Regions from separate parts of the Arachis hypogaea genome. Here region 1 is linked to region 2. Evidence: chromatin contacts called from public Hi-C data. All regions are on one chromosome and are shown on one strand. The core of a region is the stretch at or near the end of the contact, and the rest is flanking DNA. Distances in the headings are between cores, read along the strand shown. Region 1 holds the start of LOC140178744. Region 2 holds the start of LOC112744178 (ferric reduction oxidase 2).

What was found. A called contact is a pair of places that touch in the nucleus more often than the background predicts.
Region 1: a contact with region 2 is called in a Hi-C map of leaf, with 5 times the contacts expected there. The contact joins the promoter of LOC140178744 here to the promoter of LOC112744178 in region 2. A contact is called at or near these places in 2 of 8 Hi-C or Micro-C datasets (both in leaf).

Annotation. Positions count from the first base shown.
Region 1 is chr14:131,009,170-131,015,012 of arahy.Tifrunner.gnm2.J5K5, forward strand. LOC140178744 reads right to left here and starts at 3,053. Exons shown (of 3, transcript XM_072215981.1): 1 at 1,988-3,053. The coding sequence starts at 3,053.
Region 2 is chr14:130,831,736-130,837,826 of arahy.Tifrunner.gnm2.J5K5, forward strand. LOC112744178 (ferric reduction oxidase 2) reads right to left here and starts at 1,798. Exons shown (of 9, transcript XM_072215051.1): 1 at 1,451-1,798. The coding sequence starts at 1,681. LOC112744182 reads right to left here. Exons shown (of 4, transcript XM_025793728.3): 3 at 4,428-4,967; 4 at 3,860-4,135. The coding sequence ends at 4,034.

The DNA.
Region 1 (5,843 bases), core at 1,803-4,302, 180 kb after region 2:
CAAAGTTGAAATTACTAGCTGGCTATAAATAGGTAGACTGTCAAAATACCCTAAATTTATCGGGTTAATTTGTTTATCCATTTAAATTAAATGGGTAGGTTTTGTCTTTAAAATTAAACTCGTTTAAATTTTGGATTAAATAGGTTAAGTTCGATTAACCCAAAAAAAAACGGGTTAAACGGGTAGCCCATTTAGCTTTTTTTTTTTGCATTTTTTTAAAAAAATAGCACTTTTAGTTTATATTTTCTTCCATTCGACTTGAAAATCTGACCCATTAATTAAAAAAAATATTTTTTTAAAGGTTTTTTACTTAGAAGTAATATTTTTTGTCAAAATATTTTTTAAAAAATAAAATAAAAGAATAAACAGACTGGCCCATTTAACTCACGAACTGACCATAAACGGTCCGAACTGAAAAATTATGGCTCATAAATAAAATAAATTTAAACGGTCTAACCCATTTAACCTACAAATTTAACGAACCGAACCTAAATAAGCCGGACTAACCCGTTTGACAACCCTATAAATAGGTCATGACTCATAAAGCGTGCAATATATATAATTCAGCCTCCAACCAAATATAGTACGAAATTCTTTCATTCCTTCCAAGATATATATTTGGTCATGCTTCATTTGTTTTTCTTCCCAAGCTATTGAGAGTGACATAATATAAGTTATTACTAAATATAATTTGTGGTTATTGACTTTTTTTTCTCCTTTTTCTTTTATCTCCTTAATAGTGGTAGCTAGTAGACTTTTTAGTTTGAATCAAGCAGTGGACGCCAAATTTGACTTATATGAAAGTAACTAGATAACATTATTGTTTCATAAACATAAATAGGAAAATAAATAATATATTTTGTTGTTTATCTCTTACGTATGTACTACTCCTTTTAATTGCCTTTACTTTGCATTATATTCTTTTGCTTAATTAAGAAGAGGTTAAAGAGCTAGCGAGGTTTATATGGAAATTTCAATTTGGTTTCTGAGAGAGTGATTTTCTAGATATTAAATGGACTAGAGAACCATTAATTAATATATTTATTCCAACATAGGTTGAAATTAATTTATACATGTAACACAATTAAATAATGTTGATGATAATGACACCCGAAGTTGGTAACGATTTGGCACAGAAACTCATTATATGTTTGAAAGTTCCGCCAACTACAGTAATTAATTAAATTAAATTAAAGTCAACCATATGCATGCAAACATCTTCTAAATTGACTTCTATTTTTGTATCTGTCTTTTTTTCCCCTTCGCCTATATTATCTACTCTCTTTCTCAGCTTTAATTTTTGGAAATTTCTTTAATTATAAGAAAAATTAGATAAAGAATAAAGGTTTTCATTAATTTTTTTAAAAATATATGTATATTACGCATAATAAATATTTTTGATGTTTTTTTATTAAATAAAAATAATCCTCACTTTACTATTATCCTTAATTTTTCTCATATTTGTTAGTTTGACTTTTTAAAAAGTAGAATGCCATTTGATATCTGAAAAAATAATTTAATACATAATTGAAAATTCTTAGGTTTCCTTCTTCCTAAAGATGCATGCATATTTATATAATGAAGTTGATGGTGATTTGAAAATTTAAATCATAAATAATAATCATACACCTTGTTAGAAACAAGAGACTGAGAGAGTAATCTGAAAGGTGTCTTATTGAGTTGTCTATCAAAAGTACAATATACAAGAGGTATTTATAGGTGCTAAATGAATCAGAGTAATAAAGGCATAGAATCCTATAATTAATATACAGATATACTACATAAATGTAGTCGATACTAATTGATCCTAATTGATGCTAATGATTCTCTAACATCCCCCCTCAAACTCAAGTGGGAGCTAAGGATACCAACTTGAGTTTGGATAACAAAGTCCGGAAACGAGTCGGGTGATGAACTTTCGTGAAGATATCAGCAGTCTGATCTAGTGTTCCAACAGCAATGAGACGAATAGCATCAATAAGGATACGTTGCCGAACAAAGTGACAATCAAGCTCAATGTGTTTGGTGCGTTCATGAAAGACATCATTATGGGCGATCTGAATAGCACTGCGGTTATCACAAAAAACATCAGTAGGGGATGACTGAGGAGCACCCAAATCTTCGAGAAGCCAACGAACCGAGACAACTTCAGCAGTGGTGTCAGCGAGTGCACGGTACTCAGCTTCTGTGCTTGAGCGAGCAGTGAACGTTTGCTTCTTAGCACGCCAAGAAATGAGAGCGTCGCCAAGAAACAAACAGTAACCAGTAGTAGAACGACGATCAGTGGGATCACCAGCCCAATCAGCATCGGAGTAGGCCTGAAGAGACAAAGAGGAATGGGCAGAAAAATAAAGACCATGAAAGAGAGTGCCCTTGATGTAGCGAAGAATGCGTAGAACTGCCGCATAGTGAGTAGTACGAGGAGCTGACAAGAACGGGCTAAGTACATGAACCGGATAGGCGATGTCTGGTCGGGTGACAGTCAAGTAGACCAGACCGCCTACTAACTGTCGATAGAGAGTCGGATTATCCAAAACAGTGCCATCTATAGGGGTAAATCGAACATTAGGCTCAAGAGGAGTAGACTCAGTGCGACTATCTGTAATCCCAGCACGAGCAAGAAGATCTGAAGCATACTTAGCCTGAGAGAGATAGATGCCATCATCGGTGGAGATGACCTCGAGACCAAGAAAATAGCTGAGAGAACCAAGATCTTTCATTTCAAAGGTACGGTGAAGTGAGGCCTTGAGGGCAGAGATACCATCAACATCATCCCCAGTGATTATCATGTCATCAACATACAAAAGTAGAAGAACAACTCCACGTTCGCTCTTACGAATGAAGAGCGCATTCTCATGAGGGCTAGAAGTAAAACCAAGACTGCATATGGTAGTGCTAAACTTGTCAAACCATTCACGAGGAGCTTGTTTAAGTCCATAAAGTGCCTTGCGAAGGAGACAAACCTTATCAGAAGGACAAGGATATCCCGGAGGTGGTTTCATATAGACTGTCTTTTTCAGATCCCCATTAAGAAATGCATTCTTCACATCCATCTGACTGAGAGACCATTTTTTAACCGCGGCAATGGCAAGAAGAGCTCGAACAGACGTAAGGCGAGCGACAGGGGCAAAAGTCTCTTCATAATCAATACCATACTCTTGCGTACAACCTTGAGCAACCAAGCGGGCCTTATAACGGTCAATAGAGCCATCTGAGCAAGTCTTGATCTTGTATACCCATCTACTGCCCACAACTTCCTGATCAGAAGGAGGATCAACCAGATCCCAAGTGTGTGCTTTTTCAAGTGCCTGTAATTCTTCTTGCATTGCTTGTTGCCAATTTGGGTTTGAGGAGGCTTCTCTGAATGTCTTAGGTTCATGTTGATGAAGAATAGTAGAAAAGCAATGGTAATCAAGAAGATGAGGAGGTGGATTCCTTACCCTAGAAGAACGAGCGGGGGGAGGAGGCATGACGGTAGGAGCAGGATCATCGTCCGGTCTGGAATCATCGGGAGATGGAGAAGGCGGAGGAACAGGAGGCTGTGGAGGGTCACTCGAGGTAGAACCTGTAGAATCATCACTAGGAAAAAGATCAACATTGGGGTTAGTAAACAAAGGTGACTGAGTAGTGGGAATCGACTCAAAGGATGAGAACCGAGAAAACATGTGGTGCTCCCAAAAGACAACATGACGAGATATACGAATACGTTTAGAAAGGGGATCCTAACAACGATAACCCTTGTGTTCAGTGCCATAACCAAGAAAACAACATATACGAGCCCGAGGTTCAAGTTTACTATGTTCATGAGGCTGAAGAAGAACAAAACATACACAACCGAAAACTCAAAGAGAACTGTAATCTGGGGGGGGTATGATAAAGACGCTCAAAGGGAGTAACATTACCAAGAACAGAAGAAGGGAGTCTATTGATAACATGAACAGCAGTAAGAACAGCTTCACCCCAAGTACGCTCAGGACACGAAGAGGAAAGGAGCATTGCACGGACGGAGTCAAGAATGTGACGGTGTTTGCGTTCAGCTCTACCATTTTGTTGAGACGTACCAGGACAAGAAAACTCAGACAGAGTACCCTGTTCTGCAAGAAAGGCTAAGAGTTTGGAATCACGGTATTCCATAGCATTATCACGTCGGAAAACCTTAATGGCCTTGGAAAACTGAGTTTTAATCATAGTAGCAAAGTTGATATAGATCTGAGGTAACTCATGGTGATTAGTCATCAAATAAACCCAAGTAAAACGGGAATAATCATCAATGAAAACGACAAAGTATCGAGCTCCGCCCATAGAGGCAGTGGGAGCGGGGCCCCAAACATCAGAGTGAATGAGATCAAAAGGAGAGCAAGCAAGAGATGAATTATTGTGAAAAGATAAAGCAGGTTGTTTGGCAGTTTGGCAAGAAATGCAGTCAAAAGATTCATTCGGAACCTGACCTAAAACACCCTGAGATACAAGAGGACGCAGTTTTTCTAAGGAGGTGTGGGCAAGACGTTGATGCCATAAGTGAAGGGTAGAGGGAGAAGAAGCAGCACAGAGATTTGGTACAGGAGGAATATGAAGACTTTCGAGTTCAAACAACCTTCAGACCTTACGTCCAGTCCTGATGATCTGTCCCGTCCGAGGATCCTGTACACGACAACCAGAAACAGAAAAGGTGACGTCAAAACCCAGATCAACAAGTTGACCAACAGAAATAAGATTGAAGTTTAATTTGGGAATGTAGTAAGTATCAGGAAGATTAAGAGATGACTGAGAGATAGAACCCTTGTGTGTTGCATGCAAGAGGGAGCCATTTGCAGTATTGACAGAAGGTCCATTTGTAGTTGCAGACATGGACGAGAAAATATTACGCAACGGAGACATGTGGTTAAAGCAACCTGAGTCAAAGTACCATTTAGAAGTACCTGGAGGGCTCGATAAAGCAGCAGGGGTATTACCAGAAACAGAGAGAAGACGCTGTAGAAGAGATGCAATATCAGATAGAGAGACAGTGGTAGGTTCAGTAGTAGCAGCAACAGCAGAAGCAGGCGCAGGACGTGGTGGACGAGTAGGACAGGTAGTAAGCAAATGTCCCGAGAGCTTGCAATAACGGCAGAACAACTGTGAACAATGGTAGCTAATATGCCCTTTCTGGTGGCATGTGCGACATTCAACAGAGGGACAGCTGGAGAACGGGTGTCCGAAACGGTTACAGTTGCGACAGAAGGCCCCCTTTCTGTCTGTGGCAGCAAAAACATCTGACTTTGCCATAAAAGTAGTCATAGAGAACAAGGATAGGAGAGAAAAACTGCAATTTCGGAGCAGAAAATGAGGAAACGGATGGCAAAATCGGAAAGAGCTCACCAAAAAACCTTAGGGAGGGGCCCACTTGTCTGCCACGTCAGCGCCACGTCAGATTCCACGTCAGCAGCCACATCATCAAGTAATGACACGTGGCACACGGGGATTGGAGACGCAAGACACGTCAGCAGTTGACAGGGCGCGAGGTGGCGCGCGGGTTGGATGGTCGGGTCGGGTCGGTATCGCGGGTCGGGCACGGGCCGTCTCGCGTCTGGTTGCCACGTGGGGCTTTGATGAGCCGTTGATCTGGAGCGCTGATCCAACGGCGACGGATGCTTCTGGAAGAGAACGCCTGCAACCGGACAGCCAACTTCAGGCGGCGCGTGGCGGCGTGTCCGGCGGAGTCTGGCGGTGATTCCGGTGGCGTTGAAAACGTTGCAACGAGTTGAAGGCGACGGTAGTGGCGGTGACGAACCGAAACGGCAGGAAGGGGTTGAAAACGGAGCACAAAGTACTGCTCGGAGACAATCGGACGGCGAACTTCAGAC
Region 2 (6,091 bases), core at 548-3,047:
CAAAATTAATAATGATATTAAATAAATAGTCAGAAGGTATGGTGATATAAACAAGTAGAGACTTTAATACAACAAAACAAACACTCCTTAATAGGATTCTCTTCCACAGAATTATTCATCCGCAAGTTTATGTTGGTCACTTTCAAACTCTAAAATTCAATATTTCTTCTCTTATGGTATCCACATAAATTTACACACAACTTATTTACTTGATATCTACATAAATATCACAAACTTTTCTTTAAATATTGCCAACCTTGACATGATCATCACCATCTGATGAATTCACAGGCAACCTTGACCATGATAAAGATTCCCTTGACTCAATCATCTTCCTTCTTATCACCATTGATAGGCTCAAAACAATGCACACAGCAGCTGCCAAAGTAAGCAACAAACCTGAATAATTTCCCTTTGACCAGCTTTTCAGAACAATAGTAGAACAATCCTCTCCATCAAAACTACTATGAGAGTTATTAATCTTCATAACCTCAACACCATTCAAGATACCATCAACAGCATGGGTAATGCTATTCTTTGAGGGACCTATACCAACACTCAAATCCCCACCTACATTGCCATCTCCATAATCAACCACAAAATCAGCATAAAACGGTGAAGCCAATGATCTTGTAATGTAAGACAGATCCAAATCTTCATAAGCCAAATAACCATTGACAAAAACATTGAAATAGAGCATATTAAGTGAAATGCTAGCAATATCACAGAAATGCAACCGAATCAAGTACTTATACCCTCCAAGAATTGGAAACGCCCAAGTAATGTTCACATTGGTAACAGAATCATTCTCACTTCTGATCAACCTAGCACTATTGTACACATTATCAGGTGCAACCTCACGGCTAGCACCTCCATCATGATACTTGATCCTCCCGCCAAAAACAAGCCTTTCAGACCCAAAGCTTGATCTCAATAACCCATCATCAGGAACCCAAGTTCTCCACAATGAATCATTAAAAGGTGTAACTTTGGGACCCCCAACATTGACCCTATGCACAACTTCAAGGGCTTGTTTGTTCAACCCGTCAAAATTCACCAAATTCCCTGAACTACCGATAAACTGTGCTGTTTCAGGGACAAGGTCGTTGGGTGCAGAAATCACCTCAATTGCGTTCACAAACGCCAATTTAGAGTCTCTATTAGGCACAAAAACTATCACGATCTTCTCATCTTCGACGGGGACAAGAAATTCCAAAACCTTAGGGTTTTGCCCTGTACAATTCAAACGGGTGAAGTTGGTCAATACGACGTAGTCATCGACCAAGACTCGAAATTGAGCTCGACCCAGATCGAGTTGGGGTGATTTGAAGGCGTGGAAGTGGAAACGAACGATGTGAGGTCCTTTGTCTTTGAGGGAGAAAGTGTAGCTAGCTGGACTAGTGAAAACCCTAGCGGTGTGGTAGATTGGGGAAAGGCCAGGGAAGGGGTTGTCGTTTCGGAGTGAAACGGACGCACGGAGTGAAGGGGAGTGGAAGGGAGAGTTGGGTGTTCGGGCGAGGTCGCCGGAGAAGAGGCGGTGGTCGGCGGAGAGGGAAGAAGTGGCAGCGGTGGTGAGTGGGGCAGTGGAACCACAATCGAGGAGGTAGTTGTCAAGAGGGGAAAAGGGGTGGGAGAGGGAAAGGGTGGAGAAGGAAAAGAGAAGGAATAAGAAGAAGAACATGGTTGAGACTTGAGAAGGTGAAGAAGAAAGAAGGAAGAAGAGAGTGGTTTTGTGGGAGGAAGAGCGAGTAGAGATGGGCCCACACGGTGTTCACAGCTTGGGTGGCACACTACCAACTGCCAGCTCGGATCCACTTAAACTCAAAAGTGTTTCCCAACGAATTTTGAACTTTTAGAAAATAAGATTATAAATAATTAGGATTAGTTTCAGAAAATTAAGACTAGCTTCAACGTAGGTATCATGGTATAACGGCTTCGTGAATGCGTAGCGCTCTCTCGTTGCCGTTGGTCTGTCGCACTGCCGTTGTGCCTTCTGCGCCAAAACTGTGCGCTGACCTACATGGAATTCTCATGGTCGTAAGTGGTGCGCTCGGATCCTTGAAATCGAGCTCCGCTTGGCGGGAATCTTTGGGATTTGTCTCGATTCAACTTCAAATATTTTAGGAATTAATTTGATGGTACTGAATCTATGATCGGATAAGGATCTTAAAAATAAACTCAGTTATTATTTTGGGTCAGATTTAAATCAAGACGAATCTCACTTTATTTAATTCAGGTGTATTCTAAGAAAATTAAAAAAGATATATATTTTTTAAATTAATTTTAATATTATGTTATATTAATTATAAGTTTATTATTTTATTTTTAATTATATTTGTTGAATTAAAAAATAGATCAAAGAAGCATCAACTTAGAATTTATGAGCAAATTCAATATTAAATATGGATATCAACTTTTCGGTAACAAATTTTTTCTTTATAAATAAGTATATTATAAATAAGTTTCTTTATAAATTATTGTTAAAGCTTTAAAGATCCAGTTTTCACCCGATTTGAATCCAGTATAGTTGTGGTCCGAAAATGTTTAAGTTTCATCGGATTTAGAGTCAGATTAGGGTTTAAAAAATAGATCCGATATATATTTAGAGTCAAGTATGGATCAGGATAAATCCGGTTTCACCCGACCCGTAAACACCCCTAGTCTTCGTTGTCTGAGATCGCGCCAGAGTGTGCTCAAATTGCATCGCCTCCCTCCCTACGTCGATTCCTCATCATCGCAATGTGCAGCTCTCCGTGCAACGTATCCTTGACGTGATCGCCGTCCCTCCCCATGAAACTCCTTCTGCTTCGTTATCATTATCGTGGAGTTGCTCTTTTTTCTTTTTTTTTTTTTTGATGATTCTTTTTACTAGTTTTGAATATTTCTTTTTTTAGGTTCAGATAATTTTTTTTATGTGTTTTAGATATTTCTTCATTTTTTATTTTTGACGATTTTTTTAATAGTTTTTAAAAATTTTTTACTTAATTTTCAAATGTTCTTTTTTCAATATTTTTTAATGGTTTCATCTTATTAGGTTTTGAAATTTTTAAAACCTGCAATGAAGAGTGATCGACATCGGTTGGAGTAGCGCAACAGCGTGACTGAAGCGAAAGAAGAAGGAGAGAGTGAATGTCGTGAATAATAATGAAATAAGAAGGGATGGGTGATGTAGTTATTTTTTATTCAAATTTACTTAGAATAATAGTAAAAAGTAAAAATAGAGTTAGATAGATAAAGTTGTTGATTTTTTTTTTTTGTATTATTAGACTTTTTAATTGAAAAGTATATTATAATTAATAAAATTGGCTCATACCTAGTTGGTCAGTTACTTAACAAAATTGTTTGCCTTTTTTTTTCTATTTCTCTCTCCTTTATTTAAATTTAGGGGCCAAGATTAGTTTGTGGAATAAAATTTTTTTAATTAATAAAATTGTAAGAATACCTCTAGACAAATTTAAAAATATGAATACAAATTCTATATAATTTGAATGATTTATATAAAAAAAAGTATTTATACATTAAAATTAGTTGTATTATTTATTAGTTTATTTTAATGTATATTTTGTATTTTAATATATATTTTATATTAGTAACTAATTTTAGTGGCTAATTTTAATAAAAATTTTATTTGTATACTAAAATTAATCGCAAAAATCAATCATTATGTATTTATGTATAAATATACGTATTTTTAAGTCATTTTTAATATATATTTTGTATTTTAATATGTATTTTATACTAATGACTAATTTTAGTTGCTGATTTTAATATACACGTAACATGGCTGAATTTTAATATATATGTAAGAACGTTGATAAAAGAAAATTGTTTCTAAAATATAAATAAAGAACAATAATACTTATTTTAATCATAAAAATTACTTTTTTTTATTAAATATTCTTTACTGTGGTATACAATGCTAACACAATGCTACCAAATTTTCCAAATAACATTTGAACATGATGATGTATGAAATGAAGTAAAGTGAGTACATGATTGAGACATGAATATAACTATTTACACATGCCCGAATCTACAATTCAAGAACTTCATCTTCTCTACATTCCCTTACATCAATCACAAGAGTCCCTTCCTCCTTTCTTGGTCGAACCCTGCAACAGTTTCTTCTTGGAGCCTGCAAAATACAATGAAATGGAACCAAAACACTCCTATAATGTAATTATTTCTGTTTTGAAAACTATGTGCAACTGTGCATGATCGATAAATATTAAGAGTGCATTTAGTTTATATTTTTGTTTGGTTTTTAAGATTTTGTGAAAAAAAAAATCTATTTTTTTATTTTAATCCATTGTTTTCTTTTTTTTTTTTATAAATTCTAAAAAAATAAAAATAAAAAAAATACAAACTAAATTCATCCATCAAAAAAATGGCCATGACTTTTTAAGTATAAAAAAAAAGTCACATACCTTCTCCCATATATGCGGGTCAAGCTTCTTGAAGACTTCTATTTTTCTGACCTGGGTAGGACCCGGAATTTTCCACCTACAATCCGGATTCGGATCGATCCGAATATAGTCGCTTATCGTTTCCTCAGCGGAGCCATCATAAGTGACATTAGAAAAGTAAAAAACAAAAGGCTTCTGGCAAACATTACGATTAGAAGGACGCGTGCTGAATGGAAATGCATTGTGATCAGCTTTGCGATTCCAATTCGAGAAGGTTGTCGCCGGCAACTCTACATCCCGGGGCAAGAAGATGCCCCGGAATATTTGAACCGCATATCCCCAAGACACGGATATGGTCCAAACTCGGGTTTTGTCATAACAAATGGATTGTTGCATAAGGGCATATGGGTCAAGTTTCATTGGGCCCTTGAGCCTCTGCAGGGCCTGGACTCTTGTCATGTTTGGGAATATGGGCTCCACTAGGTCCAAGTGATGAAGAGATATTAGTGGTGTAACTGGATGGGCTGCTAGGAGCCCAAATAGATTTCCTTTTAAATCGAACTGCACAAAAATATCATAGAAAATGTAAATGTAAGTTAATCCCAAAAAGAAAAAACCTATAAATGTAAGCTAAGTAGCTAAACTCGAATAACCAACAAGGATATTACCAAATAAAAAAAAAAAAACAACAACAAGAAGCATGAAATTGTTTGGTTTTTTTTAGTTAATTAATCTTAAGATTTTAATAACCTAATTGTTGGATTATACACCGATTTTATTCTTGAATTTTTTTTTCTTTTAAAAATGAATTGAGATTCATTTCTTGTGTTGGTATGAAACAACCATACACGTATATATTAAAAATTAGTCATTAAATTAATTATTAACGTAAAATAAATATTAAATATATATAATATAATGCATGTATTTTTTTTTTTTCCATGAAATCAAGAACATTGGCCTCGTCAGAAATGAACTTGCGTAGGCCAACTCATCAAGCTGAATATTTTGACTTTAACAGACTTAAATGCTTGATATTCAATATTCGGTCCATGCTATCTTATAAAGAGTGCCAAAATTTAGTAACAGGTGTTGCAACTTCTATATTCATGTCATAAAACAAACAAATCAAGTGACCTACAAATGTAGAACACAGAGCAATGTAGCAGGTGATATCATTTATCATTTTTAATATTTATCTTGAATATACAAATATGATGACATGAGTAGTGGGGTTAATTCAACTAATACTTAGACACCTCACATCACCTCAGTATAATAAAACTGCCACGTGTGACACACGTGGAAGCTGGTCAAGACTTATTAGATAACCCTAAACATTCATTCATCATGTTGAAAACAATTTGTTTTCTTTCTTCAGAAGTGGAAAGCAAAAGAAAAAGAAAAAATTAGTGTAGAAGCCAACAACTTTTCAGAATTGGCTTTTTATGTTTTCATGTTATGTATGTAGGTCGTGACATTTATCAAATGATGGTCTTGGTTTGGTAATGATAAGAGAGCCAATAAAGAGGGTAACAAACTTTAGGATTTTCATTTTCCAAGAACACTTTAAAGTGACAAAAATAAACAATGTCCAATAGTGGCAATAGATCTTTACTCCAAGTCTCCAAATATAAATTTTGAAAGCAAATGAAATTATTGTATCAAATTTGGTGTTTATATTA